Linked DNA regions of Gossypium arboreum: all the other regions are linked to region 1. The links are chromatin contacts, called in public Hi-C maps. All regions are on one chromosome and are shown on one strand. Each heading gives the region's core, a stretch centred on a gene start, on an enhancer-like site or on the middle of the called end of the contact. The rest is flanking DNA. Distances are from core to core; before and after follow the strand shown.

Region 1 (4,875 bases), core at 1,574-4,073:
TGAATGTATACAATTCACTTTAAATTCCAAACATGGAGTCTATTTGTCTTTTGCAATCTTTTTATTGTATGTATAATTATTTTCTTTTTAAATTTATATCAAATGTATAATTATTTGGAAAGATTATGTTTATGTAATTTTAATATTTAAAATATGATTTATTTATCCAAATTAAAAGTTACAAATAATTTATATTAATTTTAAAATATTATATTATAAATTCAAATATTATTTAAATAATTCTTTTTACTTTTCAATAGATATTTAAAATAGATATTTTACTTGATTTTTTTTTTTTTTTTGCGATAATAATAAACACTTGGAAATTTAAAAAATTGAAAAAACTAATAGATGGTTAAAAGCAAGATCCAAATTTGAATTGGCATCCCAGCATTTAAAAAAAGTACACAATCGAAAGTACAGACAAATGAAAATTAAATAAAAGAAAACTAGAGATAAAATATGGGTAATATTAAAAAGAAAGAAAGAAGGTTAAAAATCATCATCTTCATTAGCTTTTACCATTCTACTAAGAGGACTAGGGCCAAGCATCTTCCTTCTCATCAAACTTCTCTTCCTTATAACCTCCATTTGATTCCTCCTCCTAACTTGCATCATTGCTTCTTCTTCCACAACAAATCTCCTCATCAATACATCGTCCGTCAATGATTTACCACGGAAAACTCTTCTTCCTTCCGTGCTAAGTCTCGCGCTTGGTATTACCCTTTCTTGCGCCAGGGGAAAGGCCTTTGACCTAGGGTAAGTGTTGCTTCTTCTAGGGGGAACATCGGCACGAAATACCTCGTTGTAGGAAGAGATTGGTGCACATAGACAAACTCGAGTAAACGTAGTGGCAACCCTTAGGGAAGTACATTTCCGTAGCTTCTCCGATCTATTGGGATGAGTTGAAGGGATTTCGGTGGACTTGGGAATCGCTTTCCAAAATGTTGCATTCGCCATGGGGATTTCAGTTGGTCTTGAAATGGTTTTCCACAATGTTGTAGCATTTGTAGTAGGGATTCCGGCCGTCTTCGAAACAGTTTTCCATACGGTGGCCCTCTCCATTGCTCTTTGATACCAAGGCTTCCTATGGAAAATCAAGCAAAACTATAGCATCAAATCTTGAGCAAGACTTTTTTTGGAAAAACTGTTGAGGATGAAGACCAAAACGCCAAAATCGTAAAAAAGCCAATATCAAAACCACAGTCAACTTTATACTTACTACTACGTATATCAAAGGAAAAGTTAAATTCATGCTTCTTTTTGGATACTTTCATATTCACTATACATATATATAGACATATATATATATTAAAATAATGTTGCTTCAATTTTTTTTTCCTTTTTGAAGTAACCATGCTCCGTAGATATTCAGATATCAGTATGGAATATGACCTCGAAGACCCTGTTAATGTCAGCCAAACTTAAAAAAAGTTTTTGAATATATATATTTATTCTTAGCTCAATTGGCATGGGTATTGTTGTTTATGCAAGAGGACATAAGTTTAAGTATACTGAAGCGCATTATTTTCTTATTATTTATGAGTTGGGAAAGAGTTATGAATAATTTTAGATATTATATCAAATAAAACATATATGATCAGATCCTATAAAGATAAAATCTCGACAGTTTCTTAATTAGGGTTAAGAGAGATTATAGGTGTTAGATCAAAATTAGGACAATCTCAATATACATTAGAATTGTTACTTGAACAAGACACCCTCTAGGACAATATATCTTCTTATATTTTCAGATTGCAACTTTTATTTTTTTTATTTTTTGTAAAAAATAAATTGGAAATGATCTTAGCAACGATTTTTGGACGATCAAATGCATACTTTCTGATCAGGGTTTATGTACTTTCTTTTTGGTATTAAGGGTCTATGCTGTTCTTTAGTTACAAATTTACTATCTATATCTACACTTACTGTATAAATATCTCCTGAGTTGACGTCACCAATTAAATAAGTGAAAAAAAATTAATTTACCTTTTTTTTTTTTTAATGATAATTAATATCATACCTAGTGTCGCATGATTTAGTATAAATATTACATAATGGATTTCAGGTAGGCAAGATTGGATTGGAATTTCTTACACAAGCCATAAGGCTCAAACCATTGACTTAACTTAGCTTATTGGATCAAATCAAGTAAAGATATAGGCCCACTAAGCAAAGCACTTAGTGGACAAATGTGCAAAAGAAAACTGCTGAGTCTGCAGATTTTGAACATTTCTTACTCAAATCAAAACTGCATGAAAATCAGGGGCATTTTAACTAACACCCTTGTATGCAAACTTGCCGAGCTGATCTCAACAAGTTTTCAAAATCAATTCAATTTGGGTAGAATTGTCAACACCATTCCTATCTATTCTATGAGCAACATTGTTCACAGCAAAAACAGACAATCGATACTAAAACAGGTGATAATTCATGAGAAATGTTTGAATTGATCCGAGCAATGTAGAAGCATTCGGATTACATGCAGAAAAGGAAAAAAGAAAGAGAGAAAAAGGTTTACCTTGTGTGAGAGTTCTTAGGATCTTGCATGAACAAAGCAAGGTGAAGAGCGATGAATGAAAGAGGTGAGCAAAGATGAGAAAACAGGGAATTTTCATCTGTGTGTTGAAAGAGAAAGAGAAAGAGAAAGAGGTGAAAAATACAAAAAAATAAAATAAAGGCTTTTTGGCCTTCAAGTTGAAGGGATGAGTCTGAAAGGCATGGGAGAGTTGGCAATGTGATGTGCCCTTCTTTTCTTTTCTTTATTACGAACACTCTTTGCTTTTCATTTGGCAGCCATGATTTCAACTGATTTCTTTCTCTTTTTCTTAAGAGAGAGAATCTCAATTTTTAAAGGCAAAGTTTCATTGTGACTACTTTTTAATGCAATTACTCTATTACCCCTTCATGTCACTTTACAACCTTGTAAAATTTGTGCTCCCTGTATTTTTAATATTTTTCGTCAAAATTTGTCAAATTAACATTATGACAATAGATGTATTGACAAAAATAAATATATTAAATTAACAAATTTGACAGAAATTACTAATATATATAATGATTGAATTAAAAATTCTAAATTAGAACAGTAGGATGATTGAATTTTTTAACCTTTAAAGTATAAGGACTAAATCTGAAATCCTGCATAAGTACAAGGACTAATATGACATTTTGACCCACGTCATATCAAGTTAAAGTTTGGATTGTGATCGAATTTTAAGACGAACATTGTATATTTACGTATAAAGGAGCTCTTAATTTTAAATTCTTTATGATTACATGTGTTCTAATTTATAATATTGAAATATTATTCTTTTGATCCTTTACATTTGAAAACATTTTACGATCTAAAGTCAGTAAATGGTATACTTTAATCATTTTTAACCTTTTAACAAAATGGAATACTTATATTTTGATCCTCTCAAAAATTAATAATTTAATTTAAACTATTTTCATATAACTTTTTTTTAATTTTATCGGATCACAGATAAAACAATTTCATATTAATCCAAAAGTGGGTTGTAAAGTAAATCATAATTATAAAGGAAGGGAGCATTCAGTATAATCATGTTTTGATGCAAAGGTTAGTATAATTACAGCAAGTGAGATTGTTTTAGTTGAAGACATGCATGCATGGCCTTTGTTACCAGAAAACATAAATCAACTCTTTTTGGTTAGGTTTCATATTTCAACCTAACTATGAATTTTAGCAAATTGAGATCAACTATTTTCCAAGTTGAAGACCAATAATTTTGTTGTTTCCTTTCCATATTTCTTGTACATAAACAATGATTAAATATCCCAATTTTATTATTTTAAGTTCTAATTAACCGACCTACTATTAATATTATAAAAATAAAAAATCAAATTTGAATATAATAAAAATAATTAAAATGGATATTTATAGACAAAATAATAAATCATGAATTAGACTTTTATTATTATTTATTTATCATGTTCACTCTATGATTTATTTTTGAGATTCATAAGTACTATTTTCAACTACATTATCCCTCAAATTTAAACATGTATTTTTCCTTACTACTGCTTTTATAGTGTTGGTATGAATTTGACTTTGTAGCCTTTTCATAGCAGTCTTTAATGGAGTATATATTGTAATATTGTAAAAGTATGAGCTTTAAAATTGAGATAAATTTTTATATGCCTAAAATCCACCAAAATGGTGGGCTTTGTTCTTTTTTGGTAAGTAGTATATAGGTATTATATTATTAATTATACTTTGTGAATAAGATATAGATTAATGTTAGAATGGACGGCCATGGCATCATGATTCAAATGTGGGTGGTGTTATATCAGAAACTCCAAAAGCTGCTGCAAAAGGGAGACATTATGATTGGGGATGTCTGGATTAATTACACATTCTCTTTCTACATCTTTCTTTATCAAACTCCATTAATTTATCTATCATTTTCTCATGCAAAATTGATCTATTATGTTCCAAAGAAGAATAATGTAATAGATTAATGTTGAAGTCAAAATTTGATGTGGAGGTGGCCATAAAATTATAAAATTTTAATATTAAAGTTTTGATTAAATCAAGGCACAAAGGAGAGCTTTACATGATGGAGTGGAGTGGAGTAGTTACTGGTTTCAATTATATATATTTCCATTATCACATTGAGTTGATACCCATAAAAGAGAAATGGAAAGCATTTTTCATTTATGTGTAGAGGGGGATATGATATGATATGATCTTTCCATAAGACTGACAAAATTTCTTTTTTACAGGGTCAAAAGATTCAACTCTCACTCATCTTTTGCTTTTCTTTTTTCTACAATATTTGTAGACCCGCCTTTCAAATCGTTTTCTACTAAGACCACCCCCACCATGGAAGAAAAAAGTTAGTAGTCTTG
Region 2 (4,875 bases), core at 987-3,486, 140 kb before region 1:
TTTTAACCCAATTTAACTTGCATAAAAATTAAATATAAAGTATATAAAATGATCATAATTTGAATCGACCTTGGCTGGAAAAATATTTAATATTTTCCTTGGTTCGCTTGATGCAAAAATTCCCCAACGGTTCAAGCCTTTCAAGGTGTCTGCCGAGCTAATTTTCACATTTTGTGCAAAACTATTGAAAATAAAATAAATTTGTGAAAATTTATTATAAAAATCATTAAAATTCAATATGTTAATGATTTAAGTGCAAATTAATTATTTTATAATTAAAGTGTGAGTTTTGACAAAATTTACTACGAAACTACATGAATTAGAGCTCAAAAGGTACTGAAAAAGTCTATATATTTTTGTGTTTCCACATATCCATATTCCTTAAAGAAACCCCAAGCTTCAATCCAATAAGATAATGGAAGAAATCATTCTATTGATTTCTTTATCCCTAATCACACTGGTTTCAAAGATAGCAACAACATCTAGATTAGACCTAATCATGGGCTAGGCTACCGTCCAAGCTTGAAGGCTCACCCAAAAAGAGGAAGGGTTTAAGCAAAAATATAGGCTCGAAAAATGGGCTTGAATAAAAAGTAAGAAAACGGATCGAGCCTACGGTAATATTTTTTTTGGCCCAAGCCCGACTTAGCTCGAATATGCCTAATTTTTTTTCCTGCTGCTGTTTTGTTGTCATTTTGCTATTATATTGATACTATTTTGTTGTTATTGTTTAAATATTGTATAGCTCTTATTTTATTGTTAGTTTTAATACTATTTTAGAGTCGTGTGCTTGCTAAGTTGCAACTATCTTAGTGTTATTTAAATATAAAAACTTTTTTAATGTATTTTTAATTTGTTGGGAAACATTTATGTTAATATTTTTTAGTGCATTTGAAGTATTATATTTTTTAGATTTGTTTTTATATAAAAAAAAATTAATATGGGTAGGTCAAGTCGAGCTCGGGTTTAGCATTTTTTTGTCTAGGGCCGGCTTGGGCAAAATTTTAAGCACATTTTTCAGGTCGAATCGAATCTAAAAAAAGGGCTAAAATTTGGCATTAGCCCAGCCTATGATCAGGTCTAATCTATATCATGCTGTTTACAATATTCTTTTATGTAGTGTTTGGAACTAGTATTTCAGAATTTGTATTTGAATTTCAAAAACAATGTAAATTGAGTAGTGAATTATTTAGGAACATAATATTCATGATCATTTCTCAAAATTTAAAGATTTGTTAGAAGTCTATTTAGTAATGAATTTAAAATCTTTAACAATATTTTTCAATTTGACAAATATATATATCAACTAATTCATTCACTTCGTTCTTACCATTTACATAATAATTGAAATCATTTAAATTTCTAAACTACGAAATTCAGGATTGCCACAGCCTTGAAAATTGCACATCAATGTTGTTAAATAAAAAACCCTAAACCCTAATATGAAAAGAAAAGAGATGGAAATAGACACATGGCAACCCTTCCACCTCTTTTGCTAACACCATCTTAGCACTCATGGTAACCATGGCCTCCTTAGGATTTGTAAGGTTGGTCACCACTGTTTCCATTGTCTCTAAAGTAGGTACAAGTGCATTGGCGCCTGATGGCTTCATTTTCCATGGTATGGTAAGCTTATCTAGTGAAGGCAAAGTAGAAATTCCCTCAATTTCCTTCTGCATATCTTCCATAATATCATCAGGTCAACTAGTGTTTTCGTCAACCCCAACTGCAAAGTGCTTTGATTGGTCCAGGGTGGTTGTAGCTGTACATTTTATTTTGAATACCACAGTGAGCATTTCAAAATACAATCTAACGTGGATATACAGTATAATTTCTATTTTTTTTAATACTTTAAATTTAATAATAATGTCAATTTAATAATGTAATTAACACTAAAGATTTTAGTCTGTTTAAAAGGTTCAATAAACTCATGCTTCTTCTTTTTTTCTATTTTAAACTAAAATTATAAATTTGTTAATGATATTACTTAATGGGCCAATATTAAGGCCCACGTTGTTTTGCTTGCCCAACCATAACCATCCCAACCTATTCCTTGGTTTCCTTTACCTTTCAAATCTGCCCAACCATAGTTTTTTTCTATTTAGTCGTGTCCGTCACGTTGGGCTTTACCCTTTATTGTAATTTACCAAAATGAGTTTTTTTTTTTTTACTTTTTATTTGTAAATGATATTACTTAATGGGCCAATATTAAGGCCCACGTTATTTTGCTTGCCCAACCATAACCATCCCAACCAAATCCACGCACCACCTATTCCTTGGTTTCCTTTACCTTTCAAATCTGCAGCATTTCCTTTCTGTTTTCTCTTCTCTGTATTCAGGTTAAGATAAAAAAAAACCCCATCGGTGCTTTGGGATTTTCGGGTCAGCTTCCGCTCTATCGCTTTTTTTTTTTTTTAGTTCTTTATTATGTGTTACTTTAAAAAGGAAAGAAATTGCTTGGTCAAGTTGAAAAGTGTGAGAGAAAGATTGCTGTTTAGCAAAACTTGGAGGAACCACTTATCTGTTTTAAGACTTTGGGTTGATTTTATATGAATTTAATTTGTTTTCAGTGGTATGAGAAATGGGTTCTTCTTGGATAGTTGATTGCTGGTTACTATTGTTATGATTTGTTACAAATATTCGTTTGATTTAATGATTGTTTAAAGGATGAAGTATGAACAATGCCTGTTTTTGTTGCTATGAACTTTTTGCTTGAAATCAGTATTATTTGTGTTTGAATTTTGATGCCTTATTTGCATTTTCTGTTTAATAATCTAAACATCACTTGTTGTTACCAAACTGCTTAGCCTTTTGTTTCCAGAACCAAAAAGCACCAAGTTATCTGTTGATATCAAAGCAAGTTGTATTGTTTTGAATAATAAAAAATTGAAACTATATATATCTTTTAGAAAATGAATTGCATGATTTTACTTCATAAGGAACAATGGAATTACTGTTGCGTTTTAATTGGTTATATATTTTTTATTTGGAGAAGGGGATTAAAATCTTGTTCTTTCTGTAGGGATCATGCTGTGACTCAGCAATGAAATTTCAAAAATAAATCAACATGATGTGCTAGATAATTTGTTTTTTCTTCCTGTTTGTTAATTTATAATCATGTATCAGGCAATAGAAGATTCCTCAAATTACTGTAATATAATATTGGGATTTTTTTGGATATTTCCTTCTTCTTTTTTCAGGTTTTGTTGCTTTCCATCGCCTTTCCAAAGAACCATATAGGCTAATAGAGTTAATTTCTAAGGGAGCATGTTTTTGTACTCCTTTTTTCCCCATTTCCAAGTGGAGTTTTGGAAGATAGTAGACTAATATCTTGGTGAATTTCAGCTTGGACGGTATTAACACATTGGACCAATTTTCTGCTTTGAGATGGCTGGACTATTTGCTTATGGCAGCCTTGCACCAAAGACTAAGAATATGGTAGTCGCGGGGGGTTTGACAGCATTTGTATTTGGTGTATATTTCTATACTATGAGAGCTGTTGGAGGTACAGATGAGCTTCAGGTGGCTATAGATAAGTTCGAGGAGCTGAAAAAGCAAGAGGGGAAGTGAAGCATGGGATCAAAGCCTTGATCTCATTAGCCTTTTTTGTGACAATGCAGTCAAGAACTAGGTAAAGGTCATTTATATGACAGACAAAATAATGTGTTTAAAATCTGTGTTTTGAAAACTATTTGTCTTTGTTTGTTATACATTATATTGTAGTTGATAATAATAAAAACTTATTACTAGTTTTCCCTTGGCTGTATTCTTTAAGTTTTTATCATGTTACGACCTTTTGTGATGACAGCACTGGTTATTGTTGGAGAAGCTGAAACCCTAATTTTTTTGTGTGTTTCTGATGTTGTTGCCCCTATAGCAACCAGCCAATGACCTTTCTCTGGACGGGTCCAAAAGCAAGCGCGGGCACTTGTATAGTTTAAAAACTTCATCCCATTGGTTATTTTTCATTTATATTTTGTATCTTGGAAGGTTTGGTTAACCTGTAGTAATACTTTTTACTGCTTAGAACTGTAGGCAGCCATTGTGATGTGGAGATTTGTCACTTTACTTTTCCATTTGCTTGAACATTCCAGGAAACCATAATTGTTCCTTGACATGTCCTGATGGTTCCTCCAGTTGAAAACAGTAATGCATTAACTTTATCATAATTAAATTCGATTCGGTAGTTTGATCCTAGTAAAGCAATTCTAATGATTTCTAATAACCCGAAATAAAAACGACCCAAATATTTGTTTAATCAAAATTAATCTGGTCGAAAATAAGTTGACTAGTCAACCTTTAATGGTGATTGGTTTTAAGACTTGATGGCCAAAAGCAATCCCTAAAAAATAATGGAAAACAGCATCAGTCCACAAGAGAAGATGATCATCAACATGTGAAAACCTTCATTTCTTACATCAGTTGTTGACACCTTCGTAGACTTGTCTATCAGCGGCCTCATTTTGCCCAAGCATGACCATCGACAAATTCCTCAAAAACCCCTTCAAACTCATTACCCTTCCCCCAGTTGTGTCGTTGCTAAGGGAGCCCTCCATGGCGATCTCGAGAAGATCATGCAAGCCTTCCGTCTTGGTGGCCTAATTGATGGGTCCAATTATTGGTTTGGTGTGTCTACCACCGTTGTTCAAATAGGTGGTGTGCTCAAGATCCTTTATTTCTAAAAGATGTTGAAGCATGAAGCTGTTAAAAATGGTGGGCAAACTGATAACTTTGAATGGCAATCATGAGATAATGAATGTTGAAGATGATTTTAGGTAGGTAACTATAAAGAGTTTGGAGGAAGTCATTGTTTGGGCTTATTGGTATGGTGTTGGGAACAGATGAAGAGTTTGTGTCGTGGGTTGGAAATGCCTT
Region 3 (4,875 bases), core at 1,672-4,171, 150 kb after region 1:
GAAGTCTTTCCACGCTCACCGCACCAAATTGTTGAGTGCTTTTGTGAGTCTATCTTTCATGGAGGCCAATTTCCTTATTTATTTGACATGGTTCCTAGGTGTGACTACTAAGTATGCCCCCATGCATACCAACACATATCTTATTCGAGGGTCAACATGTGCCCCCTAAGTATGGGTTCGCTTGCATGATGATGCGAACCCACCACGTGCGAACTCATATGGGTGAACTGTGCCACGTGCGAACTCATATAAGCAAACCGTACAAGCTGCAACTACTAAAGTAAATAAGATTGGGTCGGTCCTAGTCGGGTAGCGGGTCGGTAATGGCGAACACCCACAACAGAGGTTATTTATTATAGTTCTTGTTCTTTATTTCTTGATTTCTTTCATTCAAGTTCTCATTATCGTTCCCCAAGATAATATCATCATAACAAATGAGAGAAAATAAGATGCAAATTAGATCAATTAATATATATTTGACATTGAGGTGGGGATGATAGTCACACAGTTTAAACTTGTGTCAAATAGGTATCTAATAAGGATTTTAAAAATTATTTGAAATTTCAATCTCCTAAAATATATTAATGTTATATATGAAGGTTACGAAATGAAATTATCCTTCAATTTCATTTATTAACATTTGGATAACTTATTTTATTTTAAAGTTTTTCAATAAAATTTTAATTGATTATTGAAATATTGCTTTAATTTTATTCCACTAATCAAAGAGCATTGGTTATAAAAAAAGCAAAAGAAAAAAAAGGATGGGTTAAAATGATTTCAGCCTTTGTGGTTATAAAATTTCCCATATCCCATGTTTGAAAATAATTGAATAAATTAGACATGTTATATTAAATTTGAAGTTACAATTTAGTGTATTACAGCATTTCAATGTATTAATTAATAAATAATTTTTATTGGAATTTTGACACTCATATTTTAATTGTGAGATTTTTTTGTTTTCTTCTTTCTCCTTTTTTTTACAATAATTTTAAAAAGAATTTTACAAATTTTTGGATAAGATTTTACAATAATTTAGAAAATAACAATTTTACAATATTTTTAAGTAGTATAAAAAGACTTTTAAAACATAATAATGAATTACATACTTGAATATACCATTATTAAATAAAAATTAGTAAATACTCTTAGATAGTAGAAGTAAGAGTTGAATACTTTGTCAAAAATCTAAAATTTTAAATTATAAAATGAAATTTATTTCAAATCAATAACCCAAAAATATTAACAATAGAAATATTAAACATGTACTTTACAATTTTAATTATTTCAAAACAAATTTATAATTGAACACAATAAGTAGAGAAGAAAGTGAGTTATTGAATTGATGGTTAATCTAATTGAGATTGAAGAGAGGGAGTTTAGTTTTGCTATCATTTATGTGGTGTCACTTGAACATAAAAATAGTTTTTTTGGAATGTTCAAGAAATATTCATATTCACATTCATTTTATCCAAGTTATAGTCTGGTGATGGTTTTTGTTGGGCTCTATCTACTTCCAATGGTTGCTTTCAATAATCAGTTTTGTTAAGAGATTATCATGAGTTGTGGAGTATGGTGATTGGAAGGGATTTTTATGAGATGATGACCTGAGTTTTCATGAATTATGGATTGTTTCATATTGGAGGTTGATATGTTTGTATCAGATTTTTACCTTTTTGTCATGCTTCTATTTTCTGTTTATCAATGCTATCAAGTTTAGTGTTCTTTTTGTATTTTCAACTATTTCTTGACCAATTTTGATTTACTTATTTGCTCTTCAAGGATTACTATGTAATGTATGCTATCCCTATTCTTGATTTTTTTTTTTTGTTTAGTAAAAAATAAAAGACTGGGGTTATATTCCTAGTATCTTAGATATTTTAATTGGTTAATATATGATGTTAGTCTCTGAATTTTGTCAAAATTTGAGATTTAATCTATGTACTTAAAAATAAAAATTAGGTCTTCGTATTTTTTATTTAAAAGTCAGAGTCCAATCATTAAAATTTTAAATATTTTCTGTCAAAATTTATCAACTTAGAATTTTGATTAGATTGTCCTTATATGACATAACATATGATTGATTTTAAATAAACATGTTAAATTGATGAATTTTGACAAAAACTACAATAACGGTAATGATTAAATTAGGATTTTAAATTAAAAAAATATCAGGATTGAATTTTTAACTTTTAAAGTAGACACGCCAAATCTCAAATTATATATAAGTACAGGACTAACAAAATACTTTAACCTTTTCAATTTACGGATATGGCCATTATTGTGCTAATCCTACCCAGGACAAGCTCTTGGGTTTTGAGAATTACCAGAGGGCTCGGCCAGGCCCATCATTGTAGTCCAACAACATTGACCGTAGTTCAACTTTAAGTTAAATTTAGTTATTAGTCTCTCTACTTTATAAAAGTTATGGATTTAGTCTATATACTTTAATTTAGTTATTTTTAACCCTTTTACTTTTCAATTTTTAAAATTTCAAACCTCATCAAATGATAATTGTTAAATTCATTAAGTTATGCTATTTCTAAAATATGATGCGACAAACATATTATCATATGCGTAATGTCATGTCACTAATTATTTTCGCATATTATTCATTAAAAATATAATTAATGGATTAAAATTGTATTTTGCATAAAGATTGAAATTTTAAAATTCAAAAAGTATAAGGACTTAGAATGATTAAATTTGAGAATATGAACTAAATTTACAACTCTAAATGAGTAGTAATTGAATTTAACCAAATAAATTTAATTGCTACTTTTTGGAAAGGAGTAGATTTGGTCAATTTAAAACTACAAAATTAAAATTGATGAAATTAAATTTTAATGACTGAATCCATAACTTTCATAAATTACAGGGACTGTAATAGCATAATTTAACCTTCACTTTCTTTCACCTCTTCAACATTGTTTTGTTATTGTTACATACCAAATAAGAAAACGTGTACTGTTACTTGTTATAGTTTTGTCTTCTTTTTTCTATCTTAGTTCACATTGTTTTCCCCCAAAAGAAATCATTCATCAAAAGACAGAGGAAATAGATAAGACAGAGAGGGAAGATGCCCGAAACTAGAGTTGAGGTACCAGAAATGGTGATGTTGGAGATTCTGTCAAAGCTTCCAGTTAAATCCTTGACACGTTTCAGGTGCGTTTGTAAGCCTTGGTGTTCATCTTTTCAAACCCCTCACTTCATTACCAAACATCAGCAAAACAACCTCCACAACAACAACCTTAATCTCCTCCTCAAACGTTGTCAGGGTAACACCCATGATGACATCTACTATTTATCTCAACTTTCAACTGAGAAAAGCCAAAACTTTTCGGTACAACACAACATTCACTTACCCTTTTTCGAGGATTGTTGGTATGCCCCTGTGGTTTCAGGTCCTTGTAATGGATTATTGTGTTTACATGATGCTGATAAGGTTGCCCTTTGGAACCCATCAACTAGAGAGTTTAAAACTCTCCCTCAATCCACAGTCCAACGCCCTCCTTTAGTAGATTCCACTAGTTTTGGTTGCGTTGGTATTGGGTTTGATTCTCAAAGTGGTGACTACAAAGTGGTAAGATTTGTTACTAATTATTTTGAAGAGAATGAAGATGAAGGGTTAATGGGTGATTGGAACCACCAAGTTGAGTTATATTCACTTAAAAGCGATTCATGGAAGGAGATTTCAGTTCCCGGGGTTCAACCTTATGGATCTCCTTTGTTTAATAATTACGTAAATGGGTTTTATTATTGGCAGGCAATTGGGGACTCTGATTACCTTATTCTCTCATTTGATATGGTCAATGAAAAGTTTTCTACTTTACCATTGCCTGAATTTGGTGGGTCTTTAGCTAAATACTATTTGGAACTTTTGGACTTCAATGGACTGCTTGGTGCTATTGTTTACCCAAGGGAAGGGACTGACAAATCTTTTGATTTGTGGGTTATGAATGGATCATGGACTAAACAATTCAGAATTGACTCTCTTCATGGAGTTGAGAGGCCTTTGGGGTTTTGGAAAAATGGTGAATTGTTTCTCGAGAGCTCGGATCATGAACTCGTGTTGTTTGACCCCTCCACGCGAGAGCTTAAAAGTCTTGGTATCCATGCTTATCAGGAAACGATGCAGATTATTGCTTATGTTGAGAGCTTGGTTCCAATCAATGGAAGATCAGAGCGCGAGGAACTTATAATACGTCGGCCGGCTGGAGACGCATCGAATTGATATTGAATATGAAAATGGATGGGGACTACAACAAAAGAGGTAAGATTTCATGGGATTTGCTCTCTTGATATGCAGTTTATGTCGACTATATTGTCTTTCTCCAAAACTGCTGTTATTGTTCGTTCTATACGTAAGCCAAAGATGTTAGCCTCTGCCTTGTCTGTATTTTTTTTGGTTGGTTCAATGAATTTGCTAGATTTCTGCCTAGAGAATCAATTAGTTGTTAACTCTTCTCTGCAGATCTAATAACCTGCAGATACGATCTGCAGGTGCATATACATGCTGGATATGGTGTGCTTTTCGTACACGAATTGTTGTTTAGAGAGCTAGATGTCTCGAATCGATGAATGTAATTTGATGTTGAGCAATAGGAACTATTATGATGATGATCATGACTTATTGTCAGTACTTTTAGATCCAAATGAAACAGTGTAATTAGCTCAAATAATTTTGTTTTTCTAGGAATCCACTGAATACAGATTGCTTGTCTGTGTTTTTTCTTCCACTTTTATTACAATTTCCATTCCCAATTGCTTGCCAATGCAACTTGGGGCAGCTTCTACTATCATGAATCATTATCAGCTAGTTTCTCATTTTTGCAGTGGTGTTGATGTATGTTTTTTGGACTAGAGTGTGTGTTG

The links. Hi-C and Micro-C count contacts between places; a contact is called where the count stands out from the background.
Region 2: a Hi-C map of leaf shows a contact between it and region 1, with 3 times the contacts expected there. The contact joins the promoter of LOC108489161 here to the promoter of LOC108488548 in region 1. A contact is called at or near these places in 2 of 5 Hi-C or Micro-C datasets (both in leaf).
Region 3: a contact with region 1 is called in a Hi-C map of leaf, with 5 times the contacts expected there. The contact joins the promoter of LOC108489126 here to the promoter of LOC108488548 in region 1. A contact is called at or near these places in 2 of 5 Hi-C or Micro-C datasets (both in leaf).

Annotation. Positions count from the first base shown.
Region 1 is chr10:35,543,574-35,548,448 of ASM2569848v2, forward strand. LOC108488548 reads right to left here and starts at 2,824. Exons shown (of 2, transcript XM_017792829.2): 1 at 2,522-2,824; 2 at 327-1,087. The coding sequence starts at 2,550. The coding sequence ends at 493.
Region 2 is chr10:35,401,057-35,405,931 of ASM2569848v2, forward strand. LOC108489161 reads left to right here and starts at 2,237. Exons shown (of 2, transcript XM_017793486.2): 1 at 2,237-2,382; 2 at 3,346-3,756. The coding sequence starts at 3,388. The coding sequence ends at 3,570. It also overlaps the pseudogene LOC108488235.
Region 3 is chr10:35,691,422-35,696,296 of ASM2569848v2, forward strand. It overlaps LOC108489126 (F-box/kelch-repeat protein At3g06240-like), which reads left to right and starts at 2,922. Exons shown (of 3, transcript XR_008271960.1): 1 at 2,922-4,273.